Regions from separate parts of the Mus musculus genome. Here region 1 is linked to region 2. The links are chromatin contacts, called in public ChIA-PET maps. All regions are on one chromosome and are shown on one strand. Each heading gives the region's core, a stretch centred on a gene start, on an enhancer-like site or on the middle of the called end of the contact. The rest is flanking DNA. Distances are from core to core; before and after follow the strand shown.

Region 1 (5,860 bases), core at 2,102-4,601, 140 kb before region 2:
TTTGAAGGACCCAAACTCCAAATCTGACCAGAAATATCTACTCAACAGCTTCCACTATAGATGTAATTTCCACTAGACCTTAGGAGTGTCTTCTATTACATGTGAAGTTAAGGGTCAGCCAATGATGTAAAAGGAGTATAATATATGTAGGTTTTGAGGCTTCCTGCTTTCTGGGGATTTCCAGCACCAAATTCTAGAGCTTGCAGAGAGTTGTACAGGAGTAACCTACAAATGTAGAGTTAAATTTTTTATTGTGTAATTGTATATTGTGATAACACCGTTTTAGAAAATATACTCTAGAACAGTCGTTCTCAACCTTCCAAAGGCTGAGACCTTTAGTACAGTTCCACATGTTGTGGTGGGTGACCCCAAACCAAACTTTGCTACTGTCATGAAATGTAATATAAGTAGTTCTGGAGATAGAAGTTTGCCAAAAGGATCGCAACCCACAGATTCAGAGGTAATGGGTCACAAAGTATTCAGAGGTAGTGGGTCACAAAGTTAGTAAGTTACTCTTAAATCATCCAGGGAATAAACTATTTTTATAACTCTCTTTCTCTTTCTCTCTCTCTCTCTCTCTCTCTCTCCCTCTCTCTCTCTCTCTCTCTCTCCACACACACACACACACACACACAGACACATATATGTATACACACACATACATTCTAAAATGATTAAAGAGTAAGTATTTCTGTGTACAGCTATTTACATTGTACTGTTGATGATTTTTATGTTAGCATATTAGATATCAGCACAAATTATGCAACAGGTTCTTTTTACTTACTCATCTTTCAGCCAACCACATATAAATAAATTATATATTTAGAACTTGCTGTGGTTAAAGTTGGTGTTAAAGACAAGAACTAACTCTGTTTGAAACATGTTTAAAACCAGGTGGTGGTTGGCACATGCTTTTAATCCCAGCATTCAAGAGGCAAAGGCAGAAGCAAGCAGATCTCTCAAGGCTAGCCTGGTCTACAAAGCTAGTGAGTTCAGGACAATCAAGGCTTTCAAATATATTTTCTATTCTATGGGCCAACCAAGATATGCAGAAGGCATTCCAGAAGAGCAGGCAATAATCAAAGAAGCTTTGGTCCAGGATTGAAAACTAGGGATTAGAAAATCCAGAATCTTGTAAGTGGAATTGATATGAAGTTTAAAATCTTTTCTTTTCCATTTTTTTTTTTTTTTTTTTTTTTTTTTTGGTGTTTTCGAGACAGGGTTTCTCTGTATAGCCCAGGCTGTCCTGGAACTCACTTTGTAGACCAGGCTGGCCTCGAACTCAGAACCTTTTGTTTATTAAAACAAAGTCAACTTCATCACAAAATAACTGTGATGGATAACAGTGACTGTCATGTCAACCTGACAGATCTAGATTCACCTAGGAGACAAGCCTATAAGGAAATTTCTAGACTGGGTTAACTGTGCTGGGAAGACCTACTCTAAATAACTGTGCCATCAATTTAAGGACTGGGACCAAAAGTGAATTGAACAACAGAATTTGCCTCTCTTTTCTTCCTAACAGAGGATGCCAGATGCCTCTGCCACCATGCGTGCATACATGCGTGTATATGAAAGAGGGAGTATGTGTCAGGGAGATAGAGACAGACAGAGAGACAAAGACAGAATTTTGGTTTCTTTAAAAAAAGACAGAACTATTATAATAGGTTTACACTGTAATCCCAGGTGTGGGATGTGCTGCTTCAGTGTCCCTAGCAGCTGACTATGAACTGTCTTGTGCTCTAACAGAGGCATGGTTTTGCAACATTAATATTGCAAATAATTGCAGATAGCTTCTGCAATATGTGGCATTTGGAATTCTGGGGATTTTTCATAAGGTATATAAAGGCCAGGGCCCCAGAGAAGCAGGGCTGGTCAAAGTTGGTCATTTGGGAGGGTTGGTTGCTGTTTGGTAGTAGTCATGGTCGAAGAAGAAACAAAAAGAAAGAAATTAGATTTAAGAATCTCTTTCTCTCCAACCTAGTGTTAGGAATTGAAAGGGTGGAGAATAGTGGAAGAAAGAAGACCCCACAAAGTGGCAAAAGACAGCTATTGAGAGGGACAAGAGACAGGGAGAAAGAGGGACAGACAGACACTGAGTGACTCACTATGCTGCTCAGGTTGATATCAAACTCCACAGCTCAGCCTGAGTAACTGAGAATACAGACACATGCCATCGTGTCCAGCTCCTAACATAACCTCTGTACTACAGTCTCTCTCAAAAGTCCTATAGGCCCAAACATGTTTGCTTTATTATTAAACTTAATAATAGGGGATAGTTTTAAGTAAAAATATCACAACTGAAGTACAACGCATCAATCTCCTGGGAATCCAACATCTCACTGGAAAATATAGTTAGACAGAGCAGGCATAGTCAAAGCCATGAGCTAGGAGCCAAGCCAAACTTGTCACCTGCTTATTTATAGTCTACAAGCTAAAAATAGTTTTTATATTTTAAAACAATTGAAAAAATCAAAAGGAGAGTATTTTGAGCATAAAAATTATATGAGATTTAAAGTTCATTATCTAAAAATAAGGTTTCCAGTTCTTTTGTTTATGTATCATCTCCGGTTGCTTTTGAACTATATAAGGGCATGGGTAAGTAGCGACCAGAGCATAGTAAGCTGACTGCCTGCAAAGTCTCCCTTTATAATTAATGTTTTCCAACTCCTGACACAATCTAAGTTCAGTTCAGTATCACTATCCTCCAATGTAAGAGGAAATACGGTTTAAAATGCTAACGGCCTTAATGGGCGTTTCTCGGTAGGCTTTTTTTGTTTGTTTTATTTCTTTTTGTTCTTTGGATAGAGTGAGAGTAAGAGACAGAGATGACGAGAAGATAGGTTTGGGTGGGTAGGGAGCTGGGCAGAGTATGGGAGGAGGGAGAAACATGATCAAAATATATTATGTGAAAAAAAATTAAATAAACTCTAGGTCAAATAGTTTATTTTAGGTCATTACCCACTGCTACTTTATTCCTTTATACTTGTAAGGAAACGTTAAATAGTATTTTTATATTTACAGTTATTATCCAATAATATGAAGTCAGTTTTATACTAAAAAAAAAAAAAAACCCTTTTTTGTTGAGTTATAAAATTTGTTAGGTATGACACATCATTGTCTTCTGACCAGTTCTGATTTAAAGTTGTAATGGGCTTTTTGAGTTGAAATGTAAATAACATTTCCACAGTAGAAACAAGATTATTCATAACAATAGTGATTAAAAATAGCTTTGGAATCTGAGAGTTTTGGAATTTTGCAAAGGTGTTATAACTCGTTCTAGAATGATTCCACATCTGCTTTTGACCACGAGGGAGTAAACACGTCTGGAATGATCCTCCCACTGCAAACAAGAACCACATGGTAAAGAAAACAGGAAAAGACCATTTCAGACTCAGGCGTGGGGACCAGGACTACAGAGAAGGAAGAAAGAGCTTCCCTCTCCGGCAAAAAGCGGTTTCCACTGCAACGCAGTAAGAACCAAACAGAGCCTTGCAATCCTGTCAACTTGAGCAGAACACTGGAGGAGACCGGTGTGGCTGAAGATCACACAGCAGAGCTGCTGAGAGGGCGAACGGGTTTCCTAGAATCGGGACCGGGTTCCTGAGTGTCAGCTATACGAACACTTGTATGCAACGGTAGCATTTCCCGAAAGGATGAAAGTCCGAGGAAATAAAGTTAACAAGGAATAAAAACATAAATGATTCTCAAAGCTGACACTGAGCAGAAAATTAACAAATTCTCTCTAGCATGAAGGGAAAAACCTTACTGAATATACAAACCAACCAGGAGGACCACAGATGGGCCACATCACAGACACATCACAGCCTTGGGGGAGGGGGGGGGGGACTACTCTGAACTTGTATGGAAGTCATCTGAGCTTAGGCTAGAAGGCAACAAATTAGTATGCAATTAGCAAGTTGTCTTTTAGGGAAAGTCCAATGTTCTTTAAAGAAACAAAATTTAATAGGAATAGAAAATTCACAGCTATCTGTCATTTAATGAAACTACTGGATATTTTAAGAGGCAGTAAAACTGTAATTCATAACCAGGAAAATATCCATCTAGAGACACTAAGAAATGAGACAATTAGCAGGCAACAAACATATAAAGTGATTCTTTAATTCTATTCTTCGAATGGTCCAGGATATGAATGAAAACAGGAACACGGTGAGTGTAAGTGAATTTGAGGATTTTCAAAACAAAATGGACAAATAAAAATTTAAGATTTAAGAGGAAATTGCGTGGAATAGACAAAGAATAGTTTATATTCTGAAGAAAAGAGGCATTGGTGAACTTACAGACAGAGCAACAAAATTTACCTAAAGGGAAGTGCAGAGAGCAAGAGGGGAGGAAAAAAAATTTAAGGGTAGGCTAGAGAGATGGCTTAGGGAGTGAAGGCACTTGCCACCAAGCTTGAAGATTTGATGGCCAGGACTCACATGATAGAGGACTCCACAAAGTTACTTCACAAACTTGCTTTTCGATCTTAACAAGTGTATCATACTTGTTACGTGTACACACACACACCAAAAATCAAAAGAAAAACCAAAAACTGACATAGTGGAAAAAAACCACTCTTGTAAAAACCACATCTTATGAGGCACGATGTGATGCCGTTCTAAGAAAAGAGATGTATTACATTCATAGAGCAAGAACTAAAACAACAAAAGCCAAGGACATAGACTCGAAAATAAACTGATGGTGGCCCAAATGAACCAAGAAAAGAAACTAAACAGAATCTAACAGCATGATTACTTTGAAGGGATGAGTAACAGAGAACAAACTAGTGAGGGGACAGATTCAATACAAAACCTATTAATATATTAAACATAAATTATCTTCCATATCGAGCTAGGACTAAATCCACAGCCTTGTACATGCTAAGCAAGTGCTCTACTACCACAGCTGTACATGTCTTGCTCTAAATCTTCAATGTATAGGGCCCACTTTATAACTGGGTCATGGTGACCCATGTAAGAGGAATGGGACATAGAATTTTGAGTTTGGGCTTGCCTGGGCTACATAGCAAGATCATGTCTCAAAACAAAACAACAACAAAATCTCCAAGTAAATAATTAAGACATAAAATGTTTAAGATCCAAACATATATTATTCCCCTTGACCCCCCTCAACACACACACAAAAATAAGGCAACAGGTTTAAATTAGAAAGACAAAAACCCTTTAATGTTAATATGGAACAGCCCCATTTATATAAAGTACAGTAGAAGACTTATTGTCAGAGATTGAAGGGCATTTTAGAGTCTACAAGAGAATTTATTCAAAAAGTGGGGAAATCCTAAGTGTGCACGCCAGAGGTACAAAATGAGTGAAGCAAAAGCTGTCAGAAACCATGGGCAGATGCCAGCACTGCAGAAGACACCAGATTCCCATGAACTAAAAGAACAAGTGTTCCAAACACACAGGAGGGAGATCTGAGAAAGCTGAGCATCACTGAACACTGAGCATCGCTCAACACAGAGCATCACTCAACACTGGTCCACAGCAGCGCAGCGCCTTTAGGATGACCAAGGCGTTTCTCAGAACACACCGCTGCCTCAACAAGAATAAGGCTGTATAAACCGAAGGAACGGAAACCACATGAAATCAAGTCAGAAAACAGCAAGAGAGAGATTCTACAAAGCCCCAAACATTCAGAAATCAAACAATATACTTCTAAAATAATCTATACAGTAAATGAGAAAATCATAGGAAAATATAAAATAATTTGAGTCAAATAAAAGTGGAAATCTAAATACAAAATCTGCGAGATACTTCTCCTAAGATGTTCTGAGCACATTTATAGTTTCTTCTACTTTTATTAAGGAGGTAAAAGACTAAAAGCAATTGCCTAAGAT
Region 2 (5,724 bases), core at 846-3,345:
TAACATATCAGTTATTAATATATCTTAATTTAGCTCTTGGCTAAGTGAATAGTTAGTGTTAGTACGGAATCTGAGGGCTTCCAAGCTAAGGTGCAGATTCAGTTCAAAGCATAAGCCTCAAAATAATAGGATTTTTTTAGGACTATAGCCAGAAGACTTGGGTAGGTCCCTCTGCCAGGAAATATCTTGCATGATATTTATGTAAACTGCAGCAGAGAAGCAAATTTGTGTATTTTGCTTTGCCTTTGTACACATTTCTTTCTCCTTCCAGAGTAGCATTCATGAAATGTCTTAAATGCCTTGCATGGGATTGCAGAGTTCACTGTGACCTCTGTACTGATCCATTGTCAGGCCCAGATGATGCACTTGAAGGACTCTTGGCCTTCTGTGGCTTAGTAGCCGTGATTCAGTTTGAATCACCCCATCATGGACCAGATGAAGGCTCCTTCCCATGGGATCCAAGCCATAGTCTTGAAAATCACTGTATTGCCCAAATTACTGAACTACTTTAGAGGCCTCTGGCGTTCACTGGCCTTTTCTTCATTTCCTTCTTTTGTTGATCTTGGCCCCTTTATCTTCCACCCACTTTATTACTCATTTCTTAGTGGCCTGCCACTGAGAAAATGAATCTGAAGCCATATGGGTTGAGTAACACAAACTTAAGAGAGTGCGGGGTGGGGGTAGGGGGAGGGGTGGAAAGTGTGTTCTCTGAACTTCCTTTGTTTATGTGGTCTGTTTATATGTTGTTAAGGTTGTGTTATCCAGCTGTCCCCCTACACTTCAAAAACTGACTTAAGATATCTGGAAAACACTCTTAAGAAGGCCATGTTGACACAGTGAGGAAAAAAAAAAAAACACTTAATTTGTTCTCTGCCAAATAATATATCCCTTTAGGAATGTGGAAATGGTGCCAAAAAGCTTCAGATGCCCAGTTCTGAGGCTCTTGGAAGGCCAGTGACTTCTAGGGACACTTTTAGAAATACATTGACCAAGTCCTTTTTAGGCTGGAGGCTGTGTGACTGTTAGACTATGGTATCTCTCTCTCTTTGTGGGGAAGGAACCAAGTTAAATGAACATTATTAACACTGGATTGGTAACCTCTCGTCTGGTCTTAAATAATATGAATTAAAACTTAGGTATATGTGAGTTGGGATCATTCTAGAAAACAAGTGGAATTCTCCAGTACTTGTTAGAGCCATTCCACTGTAAAAAAATACCTTGTCTTGAAGAAACTGAAGATGCTCTCAAGCTTCTGCACATGGCATGAAGGCCTGCCTCCTCTGCCTCCAGGCTTCCTGTGTGCCGGAGTTCCCAAGATAAATAGAGAAGCTTCTTTTGTCATGTTCAGCTATGGATGGATCTTGGTCTGCTAAATAATACGTTTAGACGTGAACTCAACTAAGACAAGAAATAAAGCGTCAGTATTAGTGTTTGGGAATTAAACCATCGAGCGGTGTGAATGTGGGGCGGCATCACCTGCAGCTGTTCCGATTCCCCCCCCCGCCCCCCCCCAGGATGAACACTGGCTGGCTCTGGCTGCTGTGCTGGCCTTAATCGCCCCTCCCCAGTAGCACGGAGGACTGCCCAGGGCCGCCTCAGTAAAATCCCTCCTTCACATCTCAATTCACCCACTGATTGCCGCCTTCTCTCTTGAGTGCTTTGCAGTTCCACTTAAGGGGCTGATGTTTGGGGTCACTATTGAGTGTTTTGTGTGAATATCACTTTCGTGATGAATTGGCGGCGGCTGCTGCTTTTAACTGTATGGGGTGAAGCCCTCGGTGGTAAACCTTGAAAGGGAAAAATCCTTCTCTGTAGAGATATGCTAAATGAAATTACTCTCTTTGTCTCTTTGTCCTTTTATCCTTGCAGTCCGATAACCTCAGGCTCCTGTGATTTATATGTTTTCTTCAATTAAGCCGAGCTGTTTGCTGGACGCAGGTGCATGCTATTCGTGCTGTGCGTTGTGGCAGTGAAGTGGTGCACGTTTCTGACCTGGAAGTGTGGTTTCTCTGACTCAGAACCACATCAGTGTGCCTTCCGCCCTCTGCTTCCTTTGCACTATTTCCTTTTTGAAGGGCTCGGTTTGTTGCCATGTAATCCGAGCATGATTCATGAGGGACTAAGAGCTGGTAGTGTTGTAATAATAATACTGCGTATAGTACTTCTCCAAACGCTTGCTGTCGTAGCCTGTTTATGAAGTACTTTCAGCTTAATCCCTCTCAGTAAGTTAAGTCAGTTAAGCTTTGTAAGTTAAGTCAGCAGTTTTGTCTCTGTCCACAATGGTGAAATCTTAGCTTGAAGTGATTGGCTAAATATCTTGCTCAAGGTTTCAGCCCCTCTAGGTCACTCCACCTAAAAATCTCTACAGGAAAGGAATGCTTTTGATGGCCTGGGGAGATGGGGCAGTGGGTAAAAACACTTGCTGCACAGACCTCACAGTGGAAAAACAACCTCTGACCTCCACACAAAAACCGTGGTACACACACACACATGCAATGCACACACAACAATAATAAGTTAAAGTTGTTTACTTTCTTAAAGAACACTTTAGAGACACAGACCATATGAAGCCCAAGAAGAAGGAAAGCCAAAATGTGGATGCTTCAGTGCCTCTTAGAAGGGTGAACAAAATACAGGAGGAAATATGGAGACAAAGTGTAGAGCAGAGACTGAAGAAAAGGCCATCCAGAGACTGCCCCATCTAGGGATCCACCCCATATGCAGCCACCAATCCTGGACACTATTGTGGATGCCGGGAAGTGCTTGCTGACAGAAGCCTGATATGGCTGTCTCCTGAGAAGCTCTGCCAGAGCCCGACAAATAGAGAGGCAGGTGCTCGCAGCCAACTATTGGACTGAGCGTGGGGTTCCCGATGGAGGACTGGAGAAGGAACTGAAGGAGCTGAGGGGGTTTGCAACCCCATGGAGGAAGCATCAGTGTCAACTGGCCAGACCCTCCCCCAACCCCCACTTAGCTCCCAGGGATGGCACTACCAACCAAAGAGTACACATGTAGAGACCCATGGCACTGGCCAAATATGTGGCAGAGGATGGCCTTGTTGGACATCAGTGGGAGGACTGGCCCTCAGGCCTGAAGGTGTTCGATGTCCCAATGTAGGAAAATGCCAGGGAAGATAGTGGGTGGGTGGGGGAGCACCCTTATAGAGCCAGGGAGAGGGGGCATGGGATAGGGGCTTCCGAAGGGGAGACCTGGAAAGGGGAAAACATTTGAAATATAAATAAAGAAAATATTCAATGAAAAAGGGGGAGGAGGAGGAGGAAGAAAGAGGGGGGAAGAATGGGAAAAAACAGTTTAGAGCATGAATAAAAGATTTTCCAAAGTATGCCATGCTTATTAAAACTGGGCTTGTTTACATTTATTTGTATGATGTGTAGTGTATGTATGTGTCGCGTATTCTCATGTGTGTACATGTGCACACATTTGTGCATATAGAGAAGACCATTGGGTGTCCTAGTCTGTCAACTTCTCATGAATTCCCTTAAGACAGGGCTTCTCACTGACTCTGGAGCTCACTGTGTCAGCTAGCATGGCTTCCAGTAATTCCCAGTGACTCTCCAGTCTGTCCCCTCTCCCCAGCACTGGGTTTCTAAGTGTGCTGCAGGGCCATACCTAGCTTCATACTGAGTGCTGAGGATTAAGATGGGCTCCTGGTGCTTGTACAGTGCCTGCCACTCTTACTTACCCTACGCCATTGTTGTAGCCCCCAATGTGTTTTTCATCTGGTTAGTTGATAAAGCCATAGTTAAAAGCCCCTTAACCACAGAATTTAAACTGATGTGTCCAAGTCAGGAAAACAGACATTTAGGTCAGTTTCTATTCTGTTGCTGATGTAATAAAGCTAAGAAAGGCAGGCCCTTAAATTAGTGGAGCTTGAACCAGAAGTAATTAAGCCATTAATTTTTTTTATGATGATCTCTTCCTTGCAGGGAGATGGAGAGCTTGATGGCCAGTTCTACCCTGCCGCCCCTGTTTGCAGATGAAGATGGCTCCAAGGAGAGCAATGATCTGGCTACATCTGGGTAAGCAGCTGCTCTGGGACACTGGACCTCTGCAGAGGCTTCAGAACGCAGCTTCTGACCAAGTCTGAGGTGCTAACGAGGCAGTTTTGTGCCTTAAGTGTAGAAGGTGCATTTGTTGGGCTTTTCAAAGTGTTGTAAACCACTTTATAATGTGCTTTTGGCTGCAGTCCGGTCCCTGTAAATTGATACAGCAGCACCGTGGGCCTGGCACAGGGAATACCTGTCACGTAGAACACACTAAAACTCAAACGCATTTGAACACGCTAAAACTCAAACGCATTTTCTTTGTAAGCTGCAATAGTTTTTTTTTTTCCTCAAAGATCAGACCTGTGTATGGTTTGTGCGTGCATGTGGGCAGGTGGAAGTGGGGTGTGCACTAGTTTTGTTGTTGTTGTTTTAGTTTTTTTGCTTAACGAGTTAGCCAGCAAGCCCCGTGATCTTCCTGGGTCCACTTCCTCCAGTGCTTCCTCCCTTACAGGTCTGCACAGGGCTATTCCCAGCATTTGCGTGAGTCCTGGGATCCGCACTCTGGTCCTCAAGCACTCTTAGCCACTAAGCCCAAGTTCTAGCTCTTTAACATGATTCTTTGTTCAAGATGTTTAGAAGCCGGGGCAGAAAAGATGGCTCAGTGGTTAAGAACACTGGCTGTTCTCCCAGAGAACCTTGGTTCAATTCTCAGCACCCACATGTTGCCCAGCTCAGCAACCTTCTACCACTCCAGTTCTGGGTGATCTGGTGCTGCCTTCTGGCCTCGAAGGGCACACAGACAGGTGCAACCACCATACACATAAAAATAAACAAGATTTCAGTAATAAAAAAAAGATGCCAACTTCTTGTTTCTCCCATCACTTTTCCATGGGATCATTAGACAGATTTGTAAAAGAATTCAGAGAAAGGTTAATAGCCGTGTCTACATCTTACCTTGAAAGTCTCTGTTCCACCTGAGAGGGGGTTTTTTTTTTTTTTTTTTTGGTTTTTTGTGGGGTTTTGGTTGGTTGGTTGGGTTTTGTTTGTTGTTTGTTTGTTTGTTTGTTTGTTTTTCAAGACAAGGTTTCTCTGTATATTCCTGGCAGTCCTGGAACTCACTCTTTAGATCAGTCTTGTCTCAAACTCAGATCCACTTGCCTCTGCCTCCTAAGTGACTAGAGTAAAGGCCTGTACAACTATGCCTGGCTTGAGGTTTTTATCGTTTCTTGATATTTAGAAGCTATTTACCAAAGAAGAAATGTATTCACTAATAGATAAAGGAATTATTTTACTTTCCTTTAAAGCCCTTTTAAAACTATCCCAAGACAAATATTATGTGATTCTGTTTCCTTCCCTCACATTCATTTCTCACTCTGCCTTTTGACTTCTCTGCTTAAATGAAACTGCTCCCCAAGACTCCTAAAGGCTGCCCTATTTACTAGATTAGTTCATTCAGAAAAAAATGTTCAGTTTGGCCAGGCAAACTGGCATACCCCTTTAAGCGCATCATTTGGGAGGCAGAGGCAGGCAGATCTCTGTGTTCAAGTTCAGCAGGGTCTACAGAATGAGATCCTGTCTCAAAACAACATTTTTTCCAGTTGTATACCAAAGAGTGTTCAGGCCTTAGATCAAAAGCAAAGGTCAAAAGAAATAACAAACTTGGTCTTTTTATTTTACTTTTTATTTTGGATAGACAATAGCTCACTATGTAGCCCAA

The links. ChIA-PET counts read pairs in DNA pulled down with a chosen protein or histone mark.
Region 1: a contact with region 2 is called in an RNA polymerase II ChIA-PET map of memory CD8 T cells, with 793 read pairs. The contact joins two enhancer-like sites. A contact is called at or near these places in 2 of 484 Hi-C or Micro-C datasets (CD4 T cells and uterus) and 6 of 115 datasets of contacts at active chromatin or transcription factors (CD8 T cells, bone marrow-derived macrophages, effector CD8 T cells and 3 more).

Annotation. Positions count from the first base shown.
Region 1 is chr9:56,321,345-56,327,204 of GRCm38.p6, forward strand. The region is part of intron 2 of Peak1 (pseudopodium-enriched atypical kinase 1); the gene reads right to left. Peak1os (a long non-coding RNA gene) reads left to right here. Exons shown (of 6, transcript XR_003948326.1): 6 at 3,284-3,798. Among named protein-coding and RNA genes, the nearest start is that of Peak1os, 83 kb to the left of the region's middle. Within about 2 kb of position 3,352, at least 60 of the 459 cell types and tissues checked have an H3K27ac peak or open chromatin away from gene starts, as enhancers often do. A contact at or near this core is called in CD8 T cells, bone marrow-derived macrophages, effector CD8 T cells and 3 more, where this site is marked.
Region 2 is chr9:56,463,411-56,469,134 of GRCm38.p6, forward strand. It overlaps Hmg20a (high mobility group 20A), which reads left to right. Exons shown (of 10, transcript NM_025812.3): 2 at 3,948-4,040. The coding sequence starts at 3,952. Among named protein-coding and RNA genes, the nearest start is that of Hmg20a, 48 kb to the left of the region's middle. Within about 2 kb of position 2,096, at least 178 of the 459 cell types and tissues checked have an H3K27ac peak or open chromatin away from gene starts, as enhancers often do. A contact at or near this core is called in CD8 T cells, bone marrow-derived macrophages, effector CD8 T cells and 3 more, where this site is marked.